Linked DNA regions of Mus musculus: region 1 is linked to region 2. A link is a contact called in public HiChIP or PLAC-seq data. All regions are on one chromosome and are shown on one strand. The core of a region is the stretch at or near the end of the contact, and the rest is flanking DNA. Distances in the headings are between cores, read along the strand shown.

Region 1 (7,131 bases), core at 545-3,044, 380 kb after region 2:
AAAGTAGAGACATGTGTCAAGCAGAAAATCCAATAAAACGCCTGTTCCCCCCACCCTGTAACTTAAGGGTTTGCAGTAATTTTTTAAGCTAGTTTTGTCTTTATATAATAAATCAGTATTTAAACTCTCTAAGCGGTTGCATTTCCGTATAAGCAGCTCTTCGAAAATATTTGTGAAATAGAAAATACAATAACTCGTTTAATATCATTATTTTAGAACCTAACCAGCCACGTCGGATTCTGGCTTTGCCATTTTAGTCCGTTTTAATTATAAACCCCTGTTCATTACTTTGAAACGAAGTACAGTCTTCCCATTTCAAAAGGCTTATTTTTACTGTCTTTTAAAACCTTGCTGCCTTTCTTTCTGGGGCCACTACTATTCTACCTGACTCTTTAGTCTCTATCTTCTTTCCCAACCACGCTGGTTTAAATAAAGACGCTCTGGTATGCGTCTCTGCGCAAAGGGACCTCCCGCCTGCAGACCTGGAGTTAGAGTTCCCGAGGTCCCTCCAGCTTTTTGACCCTTGGATGACGACGGTCTCCACATTAAATGCTCCTAAAATCTGCCGGCCCCTGATCGGTCGCCCCCCCCCCCCCGCCCCGCGCTTTTCATATCCTAGAGAACGCTGATTTAGGAGGTCGCAAACTTCACCTACTACTTAAACCACAGCTTTCAGTCTAAATTGTCAGGTGGTTTTGTTTTTTTGTTTTTTCTTCTAGATTCATAACCTAAAGGTAGGGCTTAAAATTCCAAAACTTGCTGCCGGGTCGCTTTGGGTCACTCACTCACTCCGAGGACCTGGACCGCACACCCGCCCCACACCGCGGAGGCCCCACCCGGGAGACGGCGCTCCGCGAACTGCTGGGAAGAAACCCTGCAGACTGTGCGTTCCCCAGCTTCCTCCGGACGGACCCAAGCGGGTACGGGAGTCAGAGCTGGCCCTTCTCTGGGCTCCATCTGCTCGCCGCGGGCACGGGACCCCTCCCAATTTCGTCCTCCTTTGCTCTGGTGGAGCGAGCTCATCGCTAACGACCCCACCTCTGTCCAGCCCCGGGCAGCCTCTCTGACATCTAGCTTGCTCCAACTAGCCCTTGAGGACTCTGCTGCAGCCTAGGAGCAGGCTCTGGATGCTGAAAGGTCCACCCGTGTGGTGATCTGCACTCCCAGAGTCTAAGGAGTGAGCGCCTACCCGGGAACCCGGTAGGGGACTAGCGGCTCCGGCTACACCCGGCAGGCACTCTGGCTCTGACCCCAGCGTGGAGCTAAGGAGAGTCTAAGCGGTGATGCCAACTTCCAGCGGCGCCCACTTGGGGGGTGGAGGGGAAGACGTGTGTCCCGAGGCGTACCCGCTGCTACAAGTGTCCCCGGCTCCCGCCGGAGCTCGCTTCCCCCGGACCACCCCGTGGCTGCCCATCCCCGCCGAACTCCAACTCATGGTCCCTGGCGCGCCTCACCTGTGAGAAGCAGACACCCGAGCAGCGCGTAAGGCAAGACCGCGGTGTCCCAGCAGCTGACCATGGTGAGCAAGACGCGGCCTGTTGGCCCGGTGCCCGCGCTCTCCGAGGCCGACGGCGCAGCCGCTCGAGCCGGTCCCCTCCTGCTTCTGCTTGGCGCCGCGAGAGCCCTTCTCCGCGCCTGCAGCCGAGGGGGGTGGTGTGGGGGGATCCTCGCCGTCCCGCGTCCGCTAGCCGCTGCGCTTGAGTCCCGGAGCCCGCTCCGAGCAGCAGCCACCACCACTAGCACTACCTCCCGGGAGTGTCCGCCACCGCGCTCCGAGCCTCTCAAGGACCTCGCTGAAGTGCAGCCGAGGGCGGGGGCGATTTATAACCTTTCCCCAGCCCACTTCCTACCCCGGCACCTCCTTCCAGTGACGTCAAGGGGTCCCCCACCCCTCATCCGCCTCCCCACCTACCCTCTTCTTCCTCCCGGAGGGGCGGGGGCCGGCGAGGGCGGGTAGCCCGGGGGCCAGAGCGCGCGTGCGGTGGCGCTAGGCGCGCGGGTCGCCGGACAGGTTCGCAGGTTCAGGGTCCTTGCTCTGTGCTCTGCTGCCCCAGCCCCTCCTGCCCATCGCTCTCAGGAAATCCTTACCCAGCTCCCTCCACCGAGCTTACTCAGCTCTGGTGACCGCCCGAAACTGAGGAGGGGACCGTCTAAGTGCACCGCCCTGCCCCCGGGGCGGGAAGTCTTATCCTAGGGAAGCTGGCCGCGCCTCCCGCGACGGTGTCCCTGGCACCGAGGAACGAGGCGCAGTCGAGCCCTCTCCCGAGCGGTCCCGCCGGTCCCTGACCCCGCCAGACTGTTGCCAGACAGCGAAGGAAGGCGCCAGAGACCCTCCGCTTAAGGCACTTGGACCCGGAGCGTCCGAGGGAACCGGACGCCTTGCCAGGCACCTTCGGAAAGAGCGCGGGGCCGCGCGGGTCCCAAGGGAGGGAGTCTGTGTCTTTTTCGGCTGCATTAATGCACCCGCCCAAGCCATTTCCTCAACCCTCTGCTTCCTAGAAGCAAAACAAGGAATAACATGTTACCTTAAAAAAAAAAAAAAAAAAAAAAAAAAAAGCCAAGGCGTGAGACACGCTCCTGCAACTTGTAAGGGCCAAGAACTTGAACTCTAGGTCTGAAACGCTGGATGGAAAACAAATCTTTTTGGTGGAAGCCGGCTAGCCAAGATGACTGACTCGAATGTTCTTGGAACAAAAAACGGGTGAAATTAACTTGAGACACTAGATCATTTACGATGACACTAATTCCACGTTGTTCCTCAATTATGCATCCATTAACTGGAAGGCTGAAGTCGTCCCGGCCTCCCCGGAGCAGCCCAGTCTTGTCCCTGTAAATACTGCAGGTTTGAAAAATAGCCTCAATAGAACCTGCCAGATACCCGTGATAAAATGGCTCCTAAATGGGACCAGAGGCTTTTCCTGAAGGACTAGACTAAACCTCCGGTAGGGAAGGTTGCGCAACCTGAGTTGCCTCATTCCTAAGAGAGTCTGGGCCACCACCACCCGCAGCTCTACTAGGGCACCGGGAGCCTCTGAGCCAGGGCAAGTGAGATTCCTTTTCTCCTTCATGGTCTAGCAGAAGGGAAAGACCGCTGTGAGCCTAAGCTCACCTGCGGACTTCCCCAGCCAATTCTGATTTCTCTACAAGCTTCCACTAGGGTCAGTATTCCTGCCCTCTGCCTCCGGCGCCTCAAATTGCTCTCCAATCAGGAATCATGCAGGATGGCCCGCACTAGGTAGTTATAATTCTCCCAGCTGAATCTCCGGCCTCAGACGGTCTTGACACACCCACACGGTCAAACTGTCCCTGTCTCCCCTAAGAGCTATCCTAACGCCCACGCATCTTTTAAGAGGTCTGCTCAGCCCCTTTAAGCAATGGCAGGTGTTTGGGCTGGGGAGAGCTTGCCAATTGGAAACCCATCGCCACTGAGGCTGGAGGTGCTGCGCTGAGCAGGCCGACAGAAACCAAGACACACAACGTGAAGGAGGTGTACGATTCTAGAGGGGTATGAAGCCCACCATGAGCACAGAAACACGGGCATGGCTTATTGTAGGGGAAGACCAGCGAGGGGAACTACCAACTTGGGGGAAGTGTTGCATGTACAGTCCCCAAAGGTTTAGTTTAATGCGTTGTTTTCAAAAGGCATTTTGATGTCTTTAAATACTCAAGGAGATCCTTATGAGTTTGTTGCCAGAAATGATCCCACAATGACTTTATGGGATCATGAAGCCAGACAGGTATTTGACCGACAGCCAAAACCATCTATAACTTAAGCTGTGCATTAACAATGCTAAAATATCGCTCAATTATCTAAGATTAATGGCCTCGTAATTGAAGTAGCTAAGGTTTATATGCTGTGGCTTTCGATACGTTTCTCCAACTCTTTTGAAAAGCCCCAGACTTTTAATTTACAGCCAACAACTTCCACACCAATATTTCTTTTGTAGGTTGCATTGGTTGTTATTGTTATTTTTGTTATTAAGAATTTTAAAATGATACAAACTGTTTCATTGGACATTTCAACTTCACTTTGATATGGACAATAAAGGGCTAAGACCCTTTCCCCAGAAGTGGTAACAGAGTTGAATAATGGGCTACATACAGTAGGACTCTTCGAACCAAATCAGTCATGAAAGAGGTTTTCTAGATACCATTGATGGGAAAGATCAAATTCAACACGCTAGGTATGTGTGAAAGGCTATTTGCAGTGGATTATCTGCTTGCTTCCTGCCCATGTACAAAAGAACGTTTCATCTCCTGCTTGCCTAGCAAAACCAGACACTCTCTCCTCTTATCAGCCACATTCTCTCGAAGTTTCTCTCTTGCCCCCATTCAGGAACACACTGTTGTCCAGCCAGTGACTTAAATATTCAAGACTGAATAAGTTGGAGCATCAATAAGAGTGACAGGAGGGGAACCCAGAGCTGATCTACAGGAGGAAGAGGAAGAGGAAGAAGAGGAGGAGGAGGAGAAGGGGGAAGAGGAAGCAGAGTGACATTAAGCTTGGTTGTTGAAGAAAAATCCTTGTTGACACACAACACAGAACTTGTTTACACGAAGCTGATGATCTTGTCAAATCCTTATGCATTGTTGGAAGAAAAACAAGCAAACAAGCCTCCTATGACATCTTGGGACACTGAGGCTCCTTGGCGAGTGCCCCAGACCTGTTGGTACCTTACAGTTTTACTGACCAGAAATGAATCAACACATTAGAACAACAAGGGAGTCTTATTTGGGCTGGAGAGATGGCTCAGCGGTTAAGAGCACTGACTGCCCTTCCAAAGGTCCTGAGTTCAAATCCCAACAACCACATAGTGGCTCACAACCATCTGCAATGAGATCTGACGCCCTCTTCTGGGGTGTCTGAAGATGGCTAAAGTCTATTTGCAGTAATAGATGAGTTGTTGTTGTTGTTGTTGTTGTTGTTGTTGTTGTTGTTGTTGTTTTTAAAGAGTATTGTTTATTTCAGCCACCCAAGTCCTAGGGGTACAGTCCAGCAGCAGCCCATGGGACACCTAATATGCACAGGGCCCCTAGATTTGGTTCCGAGTCCTGTCAGCAGAGGAGCAGAGGGAGGCCCTTCTATTTAGCCACTGAACCAGGCCCTGGACTCCTGTTCTAAGTGCTTCTTCAGTGCTCTGACAACTTCTCCAGGACATTGACTGACCACCCAGGAACACAACTTTATCTCTAGGCTCTCTGTCCATGTCTCCTTGACCACTGCTTAAATGGCATGTTCTAGAAATTGCTCCCAGCTTCCCTTGGAAGATTCCATCTTCTTAACATCCCTGCAGGTGATATAGACCCAGGATGGAACAGCATTTATAACGTTATCAGCAAGAGAATTAGAGATCCACTGAATGGCAAAATCAGAGGTTAAAATAGTTAGGCTTAGAGTTAGGGAAACAGGCAATGACTGCTATCCTGAGAGAGCCATAGGGGTCTCAGCCAGGAGGAAGTTCTGCCAGAGACCTAGCTAAAGGTGTCCATGACTGCGCCATCCTTCCTCTCAAAGTTCAGGGTTCTGTTTTCATCTTAGAGACAGGGTCTCACTATGTAACCCTAGCTGGCCTCAAATTCACTAGGTAGACCAGGCTGGCCTAGAACTCACAGAGATCTGCCTGCCTCTGCCTCTCCAGTGTCGGGATTAAAAACACGAATGAATTAAAAACCACCATGCCTAGCTAAGATTGATTGATTACATACTCACTTATTTTTAATTAGAAAGAGAGAGAACATGTGTTGTATGCGTCCGTTCAGGTACACATGGGAAGTTAATCTCCCAAGCATGGAGAAAAGCCTATGGAAAGTTCTAGAAATGAGCAAAGAGGGCTAGACGTTCAGATGGACAGTACACTGGGTGGACAAAAGCTGAGGAAATGAGCTCCCCCCCCCCCCCCGCCCCTACGCATACATCATTGGCTTCTGCTTGCCCAGGACACTTTCACTCCTGGCCCAGGTTGGCACTGCTAGTGTTGATACGATCTTTGGACTTTTTCTGGGCTCTTCTTTTGAAGCCCAGCTCTGGACTCCAGCTTGCTTTGTTCTGCCTGTTCCCAAGAGCCATGATAGGCCAACTGTCAACGTAAGATCAAAGTGGCCTCTTCTGTGGACACCTTCATAGCTAGGTCTCTTGCAGAACTTCCTCCTAGCTGAGACCCCTGTGGCTCTCTCAGGATAGCAATTGCCCATTGCTGTGACCCCTAGCCCTAAGCCTGTCTCTGAGGCTCATGCCAGACCCTCATCTGCAGGCCTCCACCATGTTCCTGCCTTCTGTCAGCACATCCGATGGCCTGCTGAACTCTTTTAGCCTCTGATTTAACCATTCAATGGATTGCTACTTCTCGCCATCAGGACCACAGGCTATTTGCTTAAGACTCATGTGCCCTGGGTGTATAATCAACTTTTCATTTTCTTGCTTTGAAATCGTTAACTAGGGATACAGCAGAAGAGATCAGTGAGAGAATCAACCAAAGAGAGACCTGTGGAGGTTCTGCCAATTGTGGAAAGACAGCTCATTCTTTTGTGCCTCTGTTCCCAGGCATTGGTTCAGCAGGTAAGCCAGTTAAGTCATCTGGCACTGAGTCCTATTTGGAAACGAACTCTCAAGAGAGAACTAGACCACCAGGATATACTCAAGGCCATCTAGAAAAAGAAGAGAAAACAACAACAGCAAGAACAACAACAACAATAAAACTAGCCTGGTGGTCATGGCACACACCTTTACTTATACCACTTGGGAGGCAGAGGCAAGTGGATCTCTGAGTTCCAGGACAGCTGAGCATGGTGGTGAAACAATCCCAGCACTTGGAGAGCAGAGGTGGCGGATCTCTGTGAGTTCGAGGCCAGCCTGGTCTACAAAGTTAGTCTAACATATATATCCAGGGCTACACAGAAAAACCCTGTCTTAAAAATCAAACAAACAAAGTGAAAGGGTAAAACTAAGAAGATGACCCCTAAAAGAGAGAGGAGCCTTCAGGGAACACACAGGAGGGTTTTCTGGTTACCATCCTGGTCCTTCTCAGGACTTTATCTGTCACCTCAGTGCCAGCCTTTGTCCTTTCCCCTTATGTTTTGCTCATGGATTTTCCATTTTAAGCACTTTTTTTTTTAATTGAAACATGATCTTGA
Region 2 (6,691 bases), core at 3,928-6,427:
TAGCAAGTCCTGGATACACATCACACCGGATTGGGCTCTAAAATGACTTCTCCTGATGATGATGATGATAGAGGACTTTAAGAAGGACATAAATATCTCCCTTAAAGAATTACAGGAAAACACAATCAAACAGGCGAAGGAAATGAACAAAACTATCCAAGATCTAAAATGGAAATAGAAACAATAAAGAAATCACAAAGGGAGACAAACCCGGAGATAGAAAACCTAGGGAAGAGATCAGGAGTCATAGATGCAAGCATCACCAACAGAATACAAGAGAGAATCTTAGGTATAGAAAATACCATAGAAAACATTGGCACTGCAGTTAAAGAAAACGCAAAAAGCAAAAAAGCTCCTAACCCAAAACATCCAGGAAATCCAGGACACAATGAGAAGACCAAACCTAAGGATAGTAGTTATAGAAGAGAGTGAAGATTCCCAACTTAAAGGGCCAGTAAATATCTTTAACAAAATTATAGAAGAAAACTTCCCTAACCTAAAGAAAGAGATGCCCATGAACATACAAGAAGCCTACAGAACTCCAAATAGACTCGACCAGAGAAGAAATTCCTCCCATCACATAATAATCAAAACACCAAATGCACTAAACAAAGGAATAATATTAAAAGCAGTAAGGGAAAAAGGTCAAGTAACATATAAAGACAGACCTATCAGAATTACACCAGACTTCTCACCAGAGACTATGAAAGCCAGAAGATCCTGGGCAGATGTCATACAGACCCTAAGAGAACACAAATGCCAGCCCAGACTATTATACCCAGCAAAACTCTAAATTGCCATAGACAGAGAAACCAAGATATTCCATGACAAAACCAAATTTACACAGTATCTTTCCATAAATCCAGCCCTACAAAGGATAATAGATGGAAAACACTTCACAAGAAGAGAAACTACATCCTAGAAAAAACAAGAAAGTAATCTTTCAACAAACCCAGAAGAAGATAGCCACACAAACATAATTCCACCTCTAACAACAAAAATAACAGGAAGTAACAATCACTTTTCCTTAATATCTATTAACATCAATGGACTCAATTCCCCAATAAAAAGACATAGACTAACAGACTGGATACATAAACAGGACCCAGCATTTTGCTGCACACAGGAAATGCACCTCAGTGACAAAGACTGACACGACCTCAGAGTAAAAGGCTGGAAAACAATTTTCCAAGCAAATTGTTTCAGGAAACAAGCTGGAGTATCCATTCTAATATCGAATAAAATCAACTTTCAACCAAAAGTTATCAAAAAAGATAAGGAAGGACACTTTATACTGGTCAAAGGAAAAATCTAAGAAGATGAATTCTCTGTTCTGAACATCTATGCTCCAAATGCAAGGGCATCCACAGTCATAAAAGAGACTTTACTAAAGCTCAAAGCACACATTGCACCCCACACAATAATAGCGGGAGACTTCAACACCCCACTCTCAGCAATGGACAGATCATGGAAACAGAAACTAAATCGAGACACAGTGAAACTAACAGAAATTATGAACCAAATGGATCTAACAGGTATTTATAGAACATTTCATCCTAAAGCAAAAGAATATACCTTCTTCTCAGCACCTCACAGTACCTTCTTCAAAACTGACCATATAATTGGTCACAAAACAGGCCTCAACAGATACAAGAAGACTGAAATAATCCCATATACCCTATCAGATCACCACAGACTAAGGCTGGTCTTAAATACCAACAAAAACAACAGAAAGCACACATACACACAGAAGCTGAACAATGCTCTGCTCAATGATAACTTGGTCAAGGAAGAAATAAAAAAAGAAAGTAAAGTCTATCTTTTTAGAATTTAATGAAAATGAAGGCACATCATATCAAAGCTTATGGGACACAATGAAAGCAGTGCTAAGAGGAAAACTCATAGCTCTGAGTGCTTCCAAAAAGAAACTGGAGAGAGCACACACTAGCAGCTTGACAGCACACATGAAAGCTCTAGAACAAAACAAAGCAAATACACCCAAGAGGAGTAGACGGCAGGAAATAGTCAAACTCAGGGCTGAAATCAGCCAAATAGAAACAAAAAGAACTCTATAAAGAATCAACAAAACCAGGAGCTGGTTCTTTGAGAAAAAACAAGATAGATAGACCCTTAGCCTGACTAACCAGAGGGCACAGAGACAGTATTCAAATTAATAACATCAGAAATGAAAAGGAGACATAACAACAAAATATATCTTAAAATAATTATTCTGTCTGTTGAATATTAAGTTGAAAATATTAAAATCATGTTCTAGAAAAAAAGAAAAAGTAGAAGCTTTTTAGAAATACGTTTCTTATCTATCTATCCATCTATCCACCCATTATCATCTATTATCTATATTTAACATCTATCTAAGTATCTGTTTATCTATCTACCTGTCTATACCTACCTATCTACCTACCTACCTATAGCTATCTCTCTCTCTCTCTCTATCTCTATCTATCTATCTATCTATCTATCTATCTATCTATCTATCTATCTATCTATCATTTGTTTTCCTTTTTTTTTTCTTTTCTTTTTTGAGACAGGGTTTCTCTGTGTAGCCCTGGCTGTCCTGGAACTCACTCTGTAGACCAGGCTGGCCTCGAACTCAGAAATCCACCTGCCTCTGCCTCCCAAGTGCTGGGATTAAAGACGTGCGCCACCACCGTCCAGCTCATCTGTTTTTCTATTTTGAGACAAGGTCTCACTATGTAGCTCTGGTGACATAAGCAGAATAGGGCCTCAAACACACAAATCAACCTGCCTTTGCCTCCTGAGAGCTGGGTTTAAAGGCGTAGGGCACCACTCCTGGCAAAATACACTTCTTTAAAAGTCATCTTGGACACAGGCTTGTGCTTGGGATTGGCAAGTGCCGTAGCGATGCCGTTCGTTCGTTAAGGAAGAGCTCTGTATTTGCTCAGAGGTCGACAAGTTCAAGGCCGCGGGGAGAATCATTTACGGGAGCTTTCCTCAGAACTGAGAAGCATCGCCCTCAAGGACTTACGTGATCATGCCTAGAGTAACCATAGCTGCCCTCCGGGGCTTGAATAACTTCCAGAGGCGGGACAGGGGGTTGGCCTCTGTTTGCACAGGCTTTGATTTGCATCAGGACACAGTGGCTGGTTAGCTCCTGGGGCACGGAGTTTTGTTCTGATTTGGTTCCAGTAGGAACCTCATGTGTTTAATTGGCCAGGCTAAAGAAGAGCCCCAGAAGGAAATCCTCTTTTAAATCCTATGCAAATGGAGTCACTGGCCCAATCTGTGGTCCAGGCTGGGTTACCTGATTCATTAACAGAAGGTTCTGAACGGAATTCACCTTCCCACAGGAGAGCCCACTGGTGGGGTGAAAACCCCATAAGCACACAGAGAGGTCAGTGTACTGTAACCACAGCCAGCGACCATCCCTGGGAACCGGCTCTAAGCCACCTGAGATGAGCATTCATTGGAGTTCTCATTTTGGGTTAAAGGGCTATGTCATTGATTGTATTGGTTGGTTTCTGAGAACCTAGGAAGTAAAATCAGAATCCTGTAGGAAGTTAGTCAGGAGGACACCACCGTGAACGACAGGGATGCAGGCTCTGCACGCTCACATCCACACGGGGCAAGTTAGCAACCGCGGGCAAGTTGCTTTTCTTTGTCTCAATTTCCTCTTCACAGAGTGGGTATTTTCAGACCGAAGTGAGTACTGAGAGTGTCGAGCAGAGAGGAGGAACTGGGGCAGCCTGGGCTGCTGTCATTTCATAAGCAGGGATGATGGTACTGAGACTCCCCTCCCCCTCCCCCCTGCCCCCCTCCCCCAGCACTGGCTGAACACACAGCACCAGGGGGACTTGCACCAAGGTGTCCTAATTCCTTCTTTTTCTTCCTCATTCTGAGGCTTGAACCAAAGCCTCGCGAAGGCCAGGCCAGAGCTCTACGCCTGAGCTCTTCAGCCCTTACTGTTCATTTCATTCTTTCTTTCTTTAAAAATTTGATGCCAGGGGGACATGGTGGCAGCGCACATCCTTAGCCCCAGTGCTCCAGAGGCAGAGGCAGAGGCAGAGGCAGGCAGATCTCTGTCTGAGTTCCGAGGCCAGCCTGGTCTACAGAGTGAGTTCCAGGACAGCCAGGGCTACACAGAGAAACCCTGTCTTGAAAAATGAAAAGAAGAATAATTATGTTTTTATTCCTGTGCATGTGTGTGGGCGCTGGGGGAGGGTGCATGCTCGGCACACAGGTGAAGGTCAGAGGTCAACTTATACCATTCCAGTTTTTCCACCATGTGTTTTTGGGGGGCAACTCCAGCCCTCAGGCTTGGTAGCAACTACCTTTACCTGCTGAGACATCTCACTGTCTATCTGTCTGTCTATCATTGTCTATATGTCTTCTGTCTGTTTATCTATCAATCATTTGTCTGTTTATCTATCTATCATTTTCTGTCTATCTTTCTTTCTCTCTCTCTTTCTTCCCTTCTTAAACATTCATTTTTTGCCTCATCATACTTTGAATTGATTTTCACTTATGTGTAAGTATGTGCACATGAGCACACATGTCCAAAGAGGCCAGAGGCACTAGATTCCTTGGAGCTGGAGTTATAGATGCTTGCGAGCATCCTGCCGTGGGTGCTGGGTATCAAACTTGGGTCCCCTGGAAAAGCACTCTATGCTCTTAACCACTGAGCCATCTCTCTGGCCCCCTCACATTCTCTTTGAACGAACACATGTCAGTTATGTTGTATTTGGAGTCTTCCTGAACTCTTCATATAGTAACAGGGTAACAAACGCTACCAGTTAACTACAGCACCTTTAAACTTTATAGTGAATACCTGTGTGCTGCCTGTTCAGAAAAAAAAAAAACAAAAAGCTTTTTATACATGCTAGCTTGTCTCATGATCGGAAACATAAAACACATATAAAGCCACTTTATAGCTAAGGAAACCGAAACAGGTCTGAGTAAGGGCATTTTTTTTTTCAGGTGAAGATCTCATGCCAACCCCTAATGGATCTGTTCTGAGTGGCCAGCCCCCCAGAGATGCGTGGCTATTTTGCTTAGCTCTTAGTGAGCACAAAACAATCTTTTCAGCCTAAAGAAGTGAAGCACTGGGAGTTTTTTTTTTCTCCCCTTGGTGTCACCATAAATCAAAAACGCATCACAGAGAGTGCAGGTGTTTCCTGTACTCGTGACAAAAAGCAAACGGCTCACGTTGCCCCTGACGACGTAGCTGGAGTCGCTCAGGATGTCTCGGGCCAGTCCAAAGTCACAGATCTTCACCACCTTCCCGTGGGTGACCAACACATTCCTGGCTGCCAGGTCTCTGTGGACACACTGGAAGAGAGAGGCTTGAATGACATGGTCTGTGACTTACACCTTCAGAGAGAGACTCACAACAGTTACAGAGGACAGAGACCCATGACTGTCATACATCCCGAGAACACTGGCTGAGTCCTAAGTTAACTCAGCTGCAGTCATCTGAGGCATCCCTGGAGCTATGAGCCAAAGAAGTGCCAAAGGGGGCCTTCGCCTAGCTCCAGAGACGCTTCTAACAGCCGGCTTCCTGTGCGTGCGTGTGTGCGTGCGAGAACAGAATCCCTTTTGGATAAAGAACTGGCTTTCAGAATAAAAGTGCATCATATCTGACAGGCCTAGTGGTGCAGATCCATAATCGCAGCACTGGAGAGGCTGAGGCAGGAGGATTTCTAAGTTTGAGGCCAGCCTGGACTACACATAGAGGTCGTGTCTCTAAATGAATAAATAGATTAAGATTGAAGAAAGCATTCAGAAGAAGTGAGTTTGGGGGGACCAAAGAGATGATAGCTCAGTGAGAAAACGCATTAACCATGTAACCCTGATGTCCTGAGTTCGATTCCTGGGTCCCACAGTGGAAGAATTAACTCCCACAGTTTGTCCTCTGACTTCTGCACACACACTACGGTACATGGGCCCCACATTCTCATACACACACACACACACACACACACACACACACACACACACACACACACTTGCTTTCACATGCACATACAGGGTACAGGGGGCAGACAGACAGACAGAAGATAACGATGAGTTTCGAGGAGTACATGAGAGTAGAGCCCAGAGTCTCTGAAGGGAATGAACTCTGTAAGAGAGCACATGGTGTCCATGGGGGTCCACTACGCTCTCCTCAGCCTTTAAAAGAACAAAGCCTATAAAAACAGGAATGTCTGTGCCGTGACTCCTGCCCTCCTTCTCCAAGTCTGGCTTTCTTCATGTGGCATCTCCTAGATGTCTGTCCCCATCCCCATCATGTCCTCCTGACTACCTGCCCTGCCCGTATTCTTCCCAGCTGCTCTGGGAAGGCTCCTTCTGACCAGCAAGAAGGCTGCCCAGCCTGGACTGGCTTTGACTAGTCCCTCTCCCTCTGGATTCCATCCGAGGGAGGCTCTCTTGCTCTCTTGCCTGTTCCTCACCCCTTTTTCCTTGGGGTAGCCATGCTAACTTTAGTGACAGTATCAATCACAAGACACTGATCTGATGTATAGGTCTGCTTGTCTTTCTCCTAGAAACATAAAACCTGTGGGCCCTGAAGTCACATCCTCATTGGTTTTCTGCCCCAGCACAGTGTCGCATGGAGCCACACAAATGTGTGACACAGTCACAGAGTGGGGAAGAGCACAGTGCTTGGCATGATTGGAGCAGAAGGCTGCAGTGAAGACAAACCGTCTAAAAACTG

The links. HiChIP or PLAC-seq counts read pairs in DNA pulled down with a chosen protein or histone mark.
Region 1: an H3K27ac HiChIP or PLAC-seq map of DN3 thymocytes shows a contact between it and region 2, with 4 times the contacts expected there. The contact joins the promoter of Flt1 here to the enhancer-like site in region 2. A contact is called at or near these places in 1 of 39 promoter capture datasets (embryonic stem cells), 3 of 15 datasets of contacts at CTCF or cohesin (embryonic stem cells, large pre-B cells and pro-B cells), 4 of 484 Hi-C or Micro-C datasets (embryonic stem cells, nephron progenitors, spermatogonial stem cells and 1 more) and 3 of 115 datasets of contacts at active chromatin or transcription factors (DN3 thymocytes, embryonic stem cells and stem cell-derived neural progenitor cells).

Annotation. Positions count from the first base shown.
Region 1 is chr5:147,724,217-147,731,347 of GRCm38.p6, forward strand. It overlaps Flt1 (FMS-like tyrosine kinase 1), which reads right to left and starts at 1,795. Exons shown (of 30, transcript NM_010228.4): 1 at 1,455-1,795. The coding sequence starts at 1,518.
Region 2 is chr5:147,336,029-147,342,719 of GRCm38.p6, forward strand. It overlaps Flt3 (FMS-like tyrosine kinase 3), which reads right to left. Exons shown (of 24, transcript NM_010229.2): 20 at 5,185-5,307. Among named protein-coding and RNA genes, the nearest start is that of Urad, 17 kb to the left of the region's middle. Within about 2 kb of position 5,178, at least 83 of the 459 cell types and tissues checked have an H3K27ac peak or open chromatin away from gene starts, as enhancers often do. A contact at or near this core is called in DN3 thymocytes and pro-B cells, where this site is marked.